Linked DNA regions of Mus musculus: region 1 is linked to region 2. A link is a contact called in public promoter capture Hi-C data. All regions are on one chromosome and are shown on one strand. The core of a region is the stretch at or near the end of the contact, and the rest is flanking DNA. Distances in the headings are between cores, read along the strand shown.

What was found. Promoter capture Hi-C pulls out the DNA fragments that hold promoters and counts their contacts.
Region 1: a promoter capture Hi-C map of liver shows a contact between it and region 2, with 2.0 times the contacts expected there. The contact joins two enhancer-like sites. A contact is called at or near these places in 1 of 39 promoter capture datasets (liver) and 1 of 9 other capture datasets (liver).

Annotation. Positions count from the first base shown.
Region 1 is chr4:139,532,016-139,537,714 of GRCm38.p6, forward strand. It overlaps a transcript of Iffo2 not described here. Among named protein-coding and RNA genes, the nearest start is that of Iffo2, 40 kb to the right of the region's middle. Within about 2 kb of position 3,611, at least 97 of the 459 cell types and tissues checked have an H3K27ac peak or open chromatin away from gene starts, as enhancers often do. A contact at or near this core is called in liver, where this site is marked.
Region 2 is chr4:138,997,632-139,003,294 of GRCm38.p6, forward strand. It overlaps Tmco4 (transmembrane and coiled-coil domains 4), which reads left to right. Exons shown (of 17, transcript NM_029857.3): 7 at 393-420. Among named protein-coding and RNA genes, the nearest start is that of Gm33214, 19 kb to the right of the region's middle. Within about 2 kb of position 4,035, at least 12 of the 459 cell types and tissues checked have an H3K27ac peak or open chromatin away from gene starts, as enhancers often do. A contact at or near this core is called in liver, where this site is marked.

The DNA.
Region 1 (5,699 bases), core at 2,361-4,860, 530 kb after region 2:
TGACTGGGCCTTGCTATATAGCCAGGCTCTGGACTCACAATCCTCCTGCCTCAGCCTCCTGAGTGCTGTGATCCCGGGCACACACCCCACTCCACTCTCAACCAGCTCCGACGTCCGTTCGTTCCCATTGCATCTTGTTACGCAGCAGTAAATATGGCTGCCCAGGTGCTCCCTGGGGCTGTCCATCTCCGCGTCTTTGGTCTGAAGGCATTCTCAGTGGAATGTCTTGGATCAGTGACAGCCTGGTTCTGGCTTCCTTTAACAGGTCTCTAATGGTTCTGCTGCCCGCTGGGTTTCTAATGGAGTGTGAGCCCTGGATTTCCTGGTAACCTTTATTTAACCCAAGGCTTGGCTGCATCGCTCTAGTCAACTGAGGTAGGTGGTAATGGAGCATGAAGTGGCTAAGTGTGTGGTTGGCCCTTGTTTAAAGTGACTCTCTTTCTAAGGGAGGGGTTGCCTGCACCACCCAGCACCTAGACAGCCTGGGCTTACCTGCATTTAGAATTCCCGCTGCGGGCCACCACTGTTCCCCAGAGACCTGTTTGCACCTGTCTCCTAAGACTGTTGATGGTACCTGAGGAGTTTTCCCAGATGCTGGGGGATCCAGTGAACCTCTGCACCCTTGAGAACTGCCTTGGGTGGGGGGGTCTTTGTAGGTCTCATCTTGCTCGGTGCTTATATTGTCCCATTTCACAGCCCAGAACACTAAGGCTGTGAGCAGAGAGGGAGCTAATCTAGATAGGGATCTCCAGTGCCAGGAGGAGTGAGCTCTCTCGCTTCTGGAGTCCTGCTGCCCGGCCCTGGTCAGTTCTGGAGCCGACTGGACTGTGAGTCCAGCCTAGAACCTTTCCTGTACTGTCATTGGCACCGTTGTATGCAGATCCCACGCTGTCTTACATCATCAGCATCTGAAATCCTGGATGCCTCTGGTAACCTGGGCTGAGCACTACGGGGCACAAGACAGGAGCCAGAGATGCTTAGGGACGCTCACCTTGCTTTCCCTCCCGTCCCTCCCTGTCTCTTTCCTTCTGTGAGCCCAGGGGATGGTGTGAGATGCTTAACTCTAGTTTCAAGAAACTAAATAGAGGACAGGGAACCGTTTCTAGCTTCATCCCCCTAATTCAGCTTTTTGTAGAGAGACACTTGAGTTATCTAAATCATCCTTCCACTAAACCCGTTATGTCTTAAAGAAAACAAAAGGGTAGAAATGGCTCAAACTTGGCATTCATGAAAGACAGCATCACATTGGAAGCTTCTGCAGGAGATGTAGCACTACTTGTCCTCTTCCTCACCCTCCTCCATACTCACCCTCTTCTCTACTCACCCTCCTCCCCACTTACCCTCCTCCCCATTCGCCCTCCTCCTCACTCACCCTCCTCCACACTCACCCTCCTCTCCACTCATCCTCCTCCCCACTTACCTTCCTCCTTACTCACCCTCCTCTCCACTCACCCTCCTCCTCACTCACCCTCCTCCACACTCACCCTCCTCTCCACTCATCCTCCTCCCCACTCATCTTCCTCCTTCTTCACCCTCCTCTCCACTCACCCTCCTCCACATTCACCTCTCCTCCCTATTCCCCCTCCTCCCCACTTACCCTTCTCTCTACTTGCACTCTTTCCCTCTCATCGTCCTCCCCATTCACTCTTCCTCCCTACTCATCCCCTTCCCTGCTCACCCCTCCTCCTCCTTTTCTTCCTCCTTCCCACTCTCCTCCTCTTCTCTTTGCTTTATATATTCCCAGAGCTGTCAGTCCTGATATTCATATTTCTAGGAGCAATTGGCCACCATTCTTGATGCTTGATACAAGGTCAGGTGACAGGTCACTGTTGGCCAAGGCCTGCCCACTAGACATATTTTTTTTGTGAGAGAAAAGGTACCTGGTTTGAGGACCTGCATTTTCTTCTGCCCCAGAAGTTAAAGGATGTGGATTGTCACAGCTGTGGATTCCTTATTCTCCGGCAACTTCATGGGTGCCATGCCTTGCGGGAGTGAGCCAGACGAAAGTTGGCCTGCTGTGGGAAGGCTGGCCAATGACTTGTACTGAAGTTTTTTTGTTTGTTTGTTTGTTTGTTTGGGTTTTTTTTTCTGAGACAGGGTTTCTCTGTATAGCCCTGGCTGTCCCAGAACTCACTCTATAGACCAGGCTGGCCTCGAACCCAGAAATCCGCCTGCCTCTGCCTCCCAAGTGCTGGGATTAAAGGTGTGCGCCACCATGCCTGGCTTGTACTGAAGTATTTTAAGTCACAGAAACTAACCAGTGCTAGAGCTCATCAGATCTCAGCAAACAACTGTCAGATAGACTGACTTCAGATGTGTTTGTGGCCTTTTGTCCACACCATAACCAGGGATGACAGTGTCACAGCTCCAAATTAGTTAAAGTGGTACCATTTCATGATGTTTGCCCTCGAAGCCACCCGTTCATACTGGTCAGCTCCTGGCTCTGTGTCCTGCTGCCTACAGCTCTGCCGTGACTGTGTTGAGCAGAGGGATTTTTCTCACTGACCAGGGAGAAGCCTGGGGCTCTGGGGCATAGCTCTCATCGGCCACCTTCCCACTTCCTGTCCCATCAGCTCTTCCTCCGTTGGAACATCCTATCTGCTCTGCCTGCTTCCCACTAGCGGAAATCTCCATTGCAGACTTGCCTTTTCAGTGCTGGGACCCGAACTCTCGCACTTACACATGCTAGGCAAGTGCTGAGCTCTGAGACCCAGCCCAGGCCTCTACTGCTGAGCTCAGACCTCAGCTTAGCACCAATCCCAATGGCTTTATTCTTAGTTTATGGACACATTTGACTTGAGAGTGCAAAAGTGCCCTGTCCACCAGATTGCAGCATTCTCTCTCTCTCTCTCTCTCTCTCTCTCTCTCTCTCTCTCTCTCTCTCTCTCTCTCTCTCTCTCTCTCTCTCTCTGCGTGTGTATGTGTGTTTTATGTGCACATATGTTCATGCGCCACCGTGTATGTGTGCATACATGGCAGATGTGTAAATCTGAGCATGCGCATTATACCAGTGTGGTACCTGACACATAGGAGCCTTTTGCTAAGTCCTTGGGATTGGAGGGTGCAGGGTTTTGCATTCTCCAGGTTCCTTTCCACAACGGTGACTTCACAAGACAAACTCTCAAGACACAGCCTGCATGGGTCAAGCCTCAGCAGCCAGAGAGTGGCAGCGTCAGACAGGAGTTGAACTTGGCTGGGCTTGTGATTCAGCCGGGGACCTTTGCCCTTCTCTGGGTTGCCAGCCACCACCACCACCCCGGCTCCCCAAAGCTCGGCAGATTAAACAGAAGCAGAAAGTTCAAAGGAAATTGACCTCAAGGCGGTGTTTACCAAAAGATGATGTCACCTCTACTGTGGAGAAAGGCTTTGCTGAAAAGGGCTGAAAGAGATGCCTTTGCTATGAATGAGCCGAGCCACCAAGCTGGGACGGGTTCAGCACGCAGTTCTCACTTTATAAGGAATAAGGACTTCACTGTCCCCCCCTCTGGCAAGCCTTGTGTCATGCTCAGTCCTGGGACAGGATAAGTGGGGCGAGCCATGGCCGGATGCTGGGCTTAGCCTGTTGCATGTCCACCCCTCCCTGCCCCGCCTGGAATATGCTCTGTCCTGCAACAGAGCCTGCCTCCCCAGTGTCACTAGGCCCAATACAGTACCAGGGCTGTGTTAACAGCGCCCAGTCAAACACCAGTGGACCTGGCTGCCGGCTGCTACAGGGGACACCTGGCCCCTGCAAGATCCTAGTGCCCATGACTGTCACCCAGGTCCCCAGCCCCCCACCCCAAGCCTCAGTCACCACCAGCCCCTAGCCAGCACTCTTTTTCTCCTGTCCCTCCCCCTCTGTGTCATTTGCCTTTGAAGGGCTGAGGGAGCCTAACCGCAGCTGGCTATGTCCTCTGTGGAAACACAGACGTGAGTGAGTGAGTGAGTGCCTCCCTGTTCTGTACTGCTTGGCCGCCTGTAAAAGTTGTGAAGGGGGTTACAAGGCTGCTTAGTGGGAGGCTCTGCCTGGCCCTGGCTGGACCTTCCAGTCTGTGCCTGCCGTCTGTGTCTGTCCGTCCTGTCTCTTCTTTCCAGCGCCCCTACCTGTGAGTCACTAATTCGAGAATGTCAACCCCTGTGGACTGGCGACCCACAGCCCGGGCTTTCTGTGAATTCTGACAGTGGGCCCTGAACAACCTGCCTTGCCTCCTTGGTGTTCCTCATAGCAGCATCTGGAAGCCGACTCATGACCCACCCAGTTCAGAGCTTAGAGGGGACTCTGATGGTTTTCAAGGGACAGGAATGTGTGCCCCCATAGCCCTACAGCCATCTGCAGGCATGCAGGGTTCACTGTGGCCCCAGCCTGCCAGAGACTCTCCTGTGGGGGAGAAGGTCTATAAGGGGGAGTCTCGGAAATGTGAGAGGGGGATTGAGACCACCTCAAGAGTTCTTTCCAGCCTCCCTAAAGTGACAGTAATAGCCGAGTGACATCACATGGTGGATCTGTCATGTATGTTCTGTTTCACAGACCTGGATAAGGTCCCTGCTGTGCTGCTGTGCTTATGAAGGAAAAGGAACATGGATGGCAGGAGTCTGAGCCCACCCTAACCCTGGCAGTAATTTGCTGTGTGGCCTTGGGTGAGTTGCTTGCCCCCTCTGAGTCTCAGGTTTCCCATGTATGGAACATAGACAAGTGGACTGGACATCTATTCCTTCCAGCTCTGAAACTCAGTGACCCCACAGTCCTGGTACTCAGTGTTCAGGGGAATATATGGAGGAATGTGGGAGAGGAGAGGGTTTGGTTGGTGCCTGTAAAAGAATCCGGTGAAGGGCAACTCTCTCTGCACCAGCTAAAACTTGCCAAGAGGCACCAGATGGAAAGTAACTGGGGCGTGTTTGTCAGAGCCGCTGCCAGGTGTCTGTGAAGACGGCAGACTGGTCTCGGTATCAGGATGGCAGGCCGGGCATTCATTCATCAGATTCTTGCCTGTCTGTTCATTCACTTGTGTCTTGGTTTCTGCTTCCGATGTTCATTCTTCCACAGCCAGGCGTGGTGCCTGCCTGGGACTGTAAACCCCGAAGCTGCTTTGCTTGGGTTTAAATCTTGGCTCTGCCCCCCCCCCTTTTTTTTTTTTTTTTTTTTTTTTGCTGTGTGTTCTCAGCAAGTACGTGCCTGGTGGGCCATTCGTTGTCAGGTGCTTGCAGCAGAGCACGACAGATACAAAGTGATATATATTTATGTTCCTTGTTATTTGCTATGCCACTGTTCACCGAGAGCTGGGGTACTGGTTGGTTTTGTTAGTTAGTGCCAGTTTGTGACAGTTTGACACAAACAGGAGTCACAATGGGAAGAGGAACTTCAACTGAGGAATTGCTTCCTTATATTGGCCTGTGGCATGTCTGTGGCATGGGGCCATTTTGGTTGATGTGAGAGTGCCCAGCCCTCTGTGGGCAATGAATGTCATCTCTGGGCAGGCGGACCCAGCTTATATAAGAAAGTAGGGTGAGCAGGCAAGACAGTGGGGAGCAAACAAGTAAGCAGCACCCCTCCACAGTCCCTGCTTCAAGCTCTTGCCCCGAGCTCCTACCCTGGCCTCCCCAATGATGGATGGACTGGACCCTGTAAGCTAAGATTAACCCTTTCCTCTCCAAGTCGGCTTCGGTCAATGTGTTGCTCCCAGCAACAGAAAGCTAACTAGGACAGCCAGTCACGCAGAGTG
Region 2 (5,663 bases), core at 2,785-5,284:
GCTAATAAGTAGCCAAAGCCAGGATTTGAACCTTGGTGGTCTGACCTCAGAGCCTGCATTCTATCAAGTTATGGTGACCTTTTTTCTGAAGCAGCAGCTTTGCTGTGTGCCCTTGAACATGTCGCTCACCCTCTCTGAGTGCAGTTTCAGTAGGCAGAGCTTGTGGCACCAACTTCTGATAGCCACGTGCACAGGCAGGATGTAGGGCCTTTCCCTCCTCACCGCGGCCTGCATATTCACCCACGTGCCCAGTTGGCACCTGGCTTGCCACTGTACTGTAGGGTGGAGGGCTTTTGCCATCTCCACTTGGTAGGAGTTAATACTTAGCTGTCCCATGAGCTGGGTGGTGGCGTGTCAGCACCTCACCGATTTCTGTCTCCTTTTTCCCACAGGACCTCCTGAGCTTCTCACTCAAGAATGGTGAGTGGATTTGCTGCCTTTGTGGTGTGGTCCACACGCAGTGAGGCTGGGGACCCTGCCACACCTATGTCTCGCCCAATGTCTTTGATGAGCACCATGTGATATTGACCCGGCTTGTTTGATTTCTGCCCCCTCACCCTCAAATCTGTCCCCTCCTCACCACCCAGCATCCTTGAGCTTAGCAGTGTCATGGCCTCCGAGGTAACAGCTGGGGTTTCCTCCTTGCTGGCACTCCAGCCAGTTCTCTGCTGTCCTCTGAGATCTCAATGACGTTTCCAGAGGCCTGTGTGGCCACCCTTGTCTCCCTGCCTCACACCCAGCAAGGGATTCCAGCCCCTCCAGTGTGGCCCGAGGCCCTGGGGGAGGGGCTGCTCATCCTCTTTCCTACCTCCTCATTCAATAGAGTCAAGCCCCAGGTGTGGCGGCTTCTCCCAGCTGTGGCTCCTTGTAGCTTCTTGGGTGTCCCCCTCCACTTTTGCATTTGATCCCTAGGCTGGACACTATAACTTTCTGTCCTTGGTCCATCTGCTTGCTCTGTCCCTACCTCATTCCATTCAGCCCTCACTTGCCGGGTGTGTTGGTGTGCCGAACAAAATGCCGCAAAGATGGAGGGTTTATTTTAGCTCACAATTTGAGGGCATAGCTTATCTCAGTGGAGAAGGCGTGGAGGGGGCAGGGGAAGCCAGTCACACTGCATCCACAGTCAGGAGGCAGACAGATGAAGGCTGGTTGCCTGTCGGTGCTCTCCTTTTTATGACCTCAATCCATGTGCTGCTGCCCACGTAGGGTGAGTTTTCCTTCCTCATGTAACCTGTCTGGGAACACACAGCCATGCCCTGAGTCACTGAGGGTGAGTCATTACACCTCCCACCCACCACGCCCCCGTTCAACGTGATACCCTGACACATAATTTTTAGTGGTACATTCTACCTGCGTCGACTTCAGTGCCTGCAGCCACCTCCTAACGCAATGTGTATTAGTTCATCTTAACAGTCCTAATGCTGTCCAAAAGCCCAAAGCCTTTTCTGAGACTCACGGTGACCTTTTAACTATAAGTCCCTGTAAAACCAAAAGTGTAAGTTGTTTATTCCCGACATCCGAAGGCACAGAGTAGGCAGCCCAATCCAAGAGGAAGGGATGGAGGCAGAGAAGGAACAGAGAACATTTCCTGCAACCCTGAATCTGACATCCGAGCTCTAGGTGGTCCCTCCGCACATGCTGGGCTCCGAGCTCCAGCAGGCTCCAGCAGCCCCACTCCCCAGTTCTGCTGCCTGCACACTTCAATAGGTGTTTGTAATTTTCTGAGGCACGCTTCCCGTGGTCTTGGTTTCTCCGCCCTCTTGGGATCGCCATTGGATTTCATGCCTCACCTTCACAGCTTCGTCCAACGGTCTCTTGAGGCCTCCCTCCTTGCAGGGTCTCTAACTCTGCCACATATTGCCCAGAGTCCTCAACTTTGGTGCAAGCTTCTATGACCTTGTAAGTCATGCATTGTGCACACCTGCTGTCCCCGTTAGGGTTTCTATTGCTGTGGTGAAACACCGTGACCAAAGAGCAAGTTGGGGAGGAAAGGGTTAATTCGGCTTACGCTTCCACACCCTAATTCATCACTGAGGGAAGTCAGGATGGGAACTCAAACAGGGCAGAAACCTGGAAGCAGGAGCTGATGCTGAGGCCACGGAGGGATGCTGCTTACTGGCTTGCTCCTCATGGCTTGCTCAGTCTGCTTTCTTGTAGAACCCAGGACTACCAGCCCATGGATGAGCCTCCCCCATAAATCACTAATTAAAACGCCTTACAGCTGGATGGATATTATACAGGCATTTTCTTAATTGAGGATCCCTCCCCTTAGATGACTTTAACTGGTGTCAAGTTGACATAAAACCAGCCAGCATAACTGCTAAACAGCTGTAGCTGGCCCTGTGCCCCTTAGTGCCTGATCTGGGGAAAGCACTTCCTGGGAAGTTGAGTTCACACAGAGAAAGCGTCATAGCTTACAGTTCTTTTTTTCCAAATACATTTGCATTTTTCACAAGTTGGAGCCTTTTATGGGTGGCTCTCCAGAACAGCCCATTAAGCTCTGGGTACAGGCTTCTAGAATCCTCTAGCCTGCAGCTCAGACTCTTCCACGGGCCTACAATCCACCCTGACGCCACACTGGCAGGGACAGCTGTGGCCCTCCTTGCCACCACATGTTTCTTGCACTGATCGCCTTTCTCATCGCTGTGACCAAGGACACTGTCCTGGCGGACAGACACTGCAGGAAGGTGCTTTTCCGGGGCAGAGGCCCATCCACTGCAGTAAGTAAGAGTGATGTGGGAAACTCAGCTGCATAATTGATGGTAATAGAGGACTGGTTTCCCCTGATTTTGTTTGTCTGTTTATTTTAACTTAAAAATAGACTATCAGGGCTGGAGAGATGGCTCAGAGGTTAAGGGCACTGGCTGCTCTTCCAGAGGTCCTGGGTTCAATTCTTAGCACCCATATTTATAACTGCAGTCTCAGGTAATCCGATACTCTATACCACACGTGGTACACAGACACTCATGCAGGCAAAACACCTACCCACATTATCGCATTAAAAAATAAAGTCTTTAAGAATCTACCAGCTTAAGAAAGAAAGGGTTTATTTTTTAATAATAATAATAATAATAATAATAATAATAATAATAAAAGAAATCAAAAGGAAGGAGCCTGACTGCTCCAAGCATGGTGGAGGAGGTTCATTGTAGGTCTGAGGGAGAGCAGAGTCAGAGGCAGGGACATCTGAGAGAGTCCAGAGTGAACACAACCCTGAGCTGGGCCACATGAGAAGGTGGGGGAGGGGAGGGGAGAGCCAGGAGAGTACAGAGCAGACAAAAGGTCCAGATAGCCAAAATGGCTGAATTATACAGGGAAGGGAGGCTGGGGGAAGGGCAGCCCACCCTGGGCTGGAAAAGTTTAGGGTAGAAGATGGGCAGTGCCAGCCATGCCCATAAGAGGTAAGGGCTGAGAGATGCAGGGAGAACCTGGCAGCCAGGTCTGCTTTGAGATGCTAAATAGGCACCTTGGCCATTTGTCCTGGGTTTGAGATGTAACAATTGTGGCTCATAGTTTCTGGGTGAGATCTATCCTAGAGGGGACAGCATGGGGACAGAAAGCTTTTCTGGTTGTAGTGGGAGGAGCATGAGGCAAGGTCACGTGACACTGGCGGTCAGGAAGCAAGGAAAGGTGGGTGTTCACTCAAGCACTAGCTGGCTCACTCTCTCCTCTCTCCCTTTATTCAGGCTTGCTCCCCAGTCCTTGAGATGTGACTGCTCACATTTAGGGTTGGTCTTCCTTTTCCACCCCTGGGAAGCTTCCAGTAGGTCAAGCTTAGGACCAGGCAGGCACTTAGCGAAGTCCTGTTGAATGAGTTCAGGAGAGACCTGCTGATTTTGTAATGGAGGAAGGCATCTCAGAGATAAGGCTAACCATGCCATCTGCCAAAGTTACTCTGTGAGTGGCAGGGCCCCATTCTGCCCGCGTTAGTTTCCTGGGGCTCCTGTTAGCCACCTGACTTCGCTGTGTCCTCTGTGAAACCCAGAGTCTGAAATGCAGCCAGCAGGATGGTGCTCCCTCTGGAGGCTCTGGCGGGATCCTTCCTGCATCTCCATTCCAGAGCTTTGCTGGAAATTTGGAGTCTTGGCCCCAGCAGGCTCACAAGGTCATCAATAACGGTCTTTGATCCCGGAAGACTACTGTAGGCTCTGGTCCAGAGGATACTTTTAGTCCTTTATTTATATTTTCAGTTGTGGGAGGAGCATGCTACAGGGCATGTATATATTGTGTGCACATGTGAAGGTCGGCTGACAACCTCAGGTGTCGGTCTTCACCTTTCATCTTGTTTGGGACAGGGAGCCTTTGTTATTTCCTGTGTCACTCACCAGGCTAGCCAGCCCACCAGCTTGCAGAGATTCTCCTGTCTCCCCGTCCCGTTTCTCCTTAGTGTCCAACTTTACTTGAGTTCAGGGGATCCGAACTTAGGCTGTCATGCTTGCACAGCAAACATTTTACCCAGTGAGTGAACTTTCCAGCTCGGTGTCCTCTTAAACTGTGTTGTGTGTGCTATGCCAGAAAGCCGGAGACCAGGTAACTCGCAGAGAACAAAGATCAACTTCTTCAAGTTCTGAAAGGCCGGGTCCAATATCAAGGGACCTGCACCTGGCAAGAGCCTTCATGTCAAAGTGTCCGGAGGCAGAAAATGTAAGAGTGAGGGAGGGCAGGAAAGAGAGAAAGAAAGCAGAATGGGGCTGGGACCCACTCTGGCTGTGTCAGCCTTCATCTCTCCAGACTTAATCTACTCTTAAAGGTCCCACCACTTAACGAACAGGCATTAGGACTAAGTTTCCAACTTGCTTTTGATGTGCATATTTAACCCAGAGCTGATAGTATAATCCCAGTGACTAGAAAGACATTGTGTGTTGAGCACGCACTCTGTACCAAGCTTGGACCTAGGGGCTCATGTGGCCACCTGACTCCCCTGCCCCCAGTAAAGCACTTCAGACACATGCCTCAGTTTGCAGACCTGAGTCTCAGGAGGTCTCAGGTCAATTTGGATGATCTCATGTCACCAGGAGAGACCAAAGTCAAGAAAGGGAAGGGAGCCTTCTAGGAGAAGGACAGTGAAAAGTTGGCTCACAACCAACACCAGGTCTCCAGCCTCTTAGGCCACCGCTTTCTCCCGTTGCCTCTCCACTGGGTAGACGGGCCTGACTTGGCCTTGCTCCTCCATCTGCCTCAGTTTCCTTTCTCACCAGAAAGCCATGTGACTACTCCTCATTTCATCAGCAAACTTCAAACCACCATGAGCACATGGGGGCACCAACATACACCACCACACTATGGGCAACCTTGGCACAGGCTCTGACAGGATCAGTGCGTGGGTTTCAAATGGCTTCCTTCTCTCTTAGGGGCATCTTTGAATGTAGTGTCTCAACCAGCACTGCTTTTGTGTTTGTATTAAGAAAACCCACCACTTACTAAGCACCCTTACTAAGGTGGATGGATGGATGGGTGGATGGGTGGATGGATGGATGGATGGATGGATGGATGGATGGATGGATGGATGGATGGATGGATGGGTGGGTGGGTGGGTGGATGGGTGGGTGGGTGGATGGATGGATGGATGGATGGATGGATGGATGGTGAATAGGAAGAAAGAGGGAATAGAGGAATGATAGGCAGATGGTCTTTCTTCAGAAAACTCACCCAATCAGAGCTGG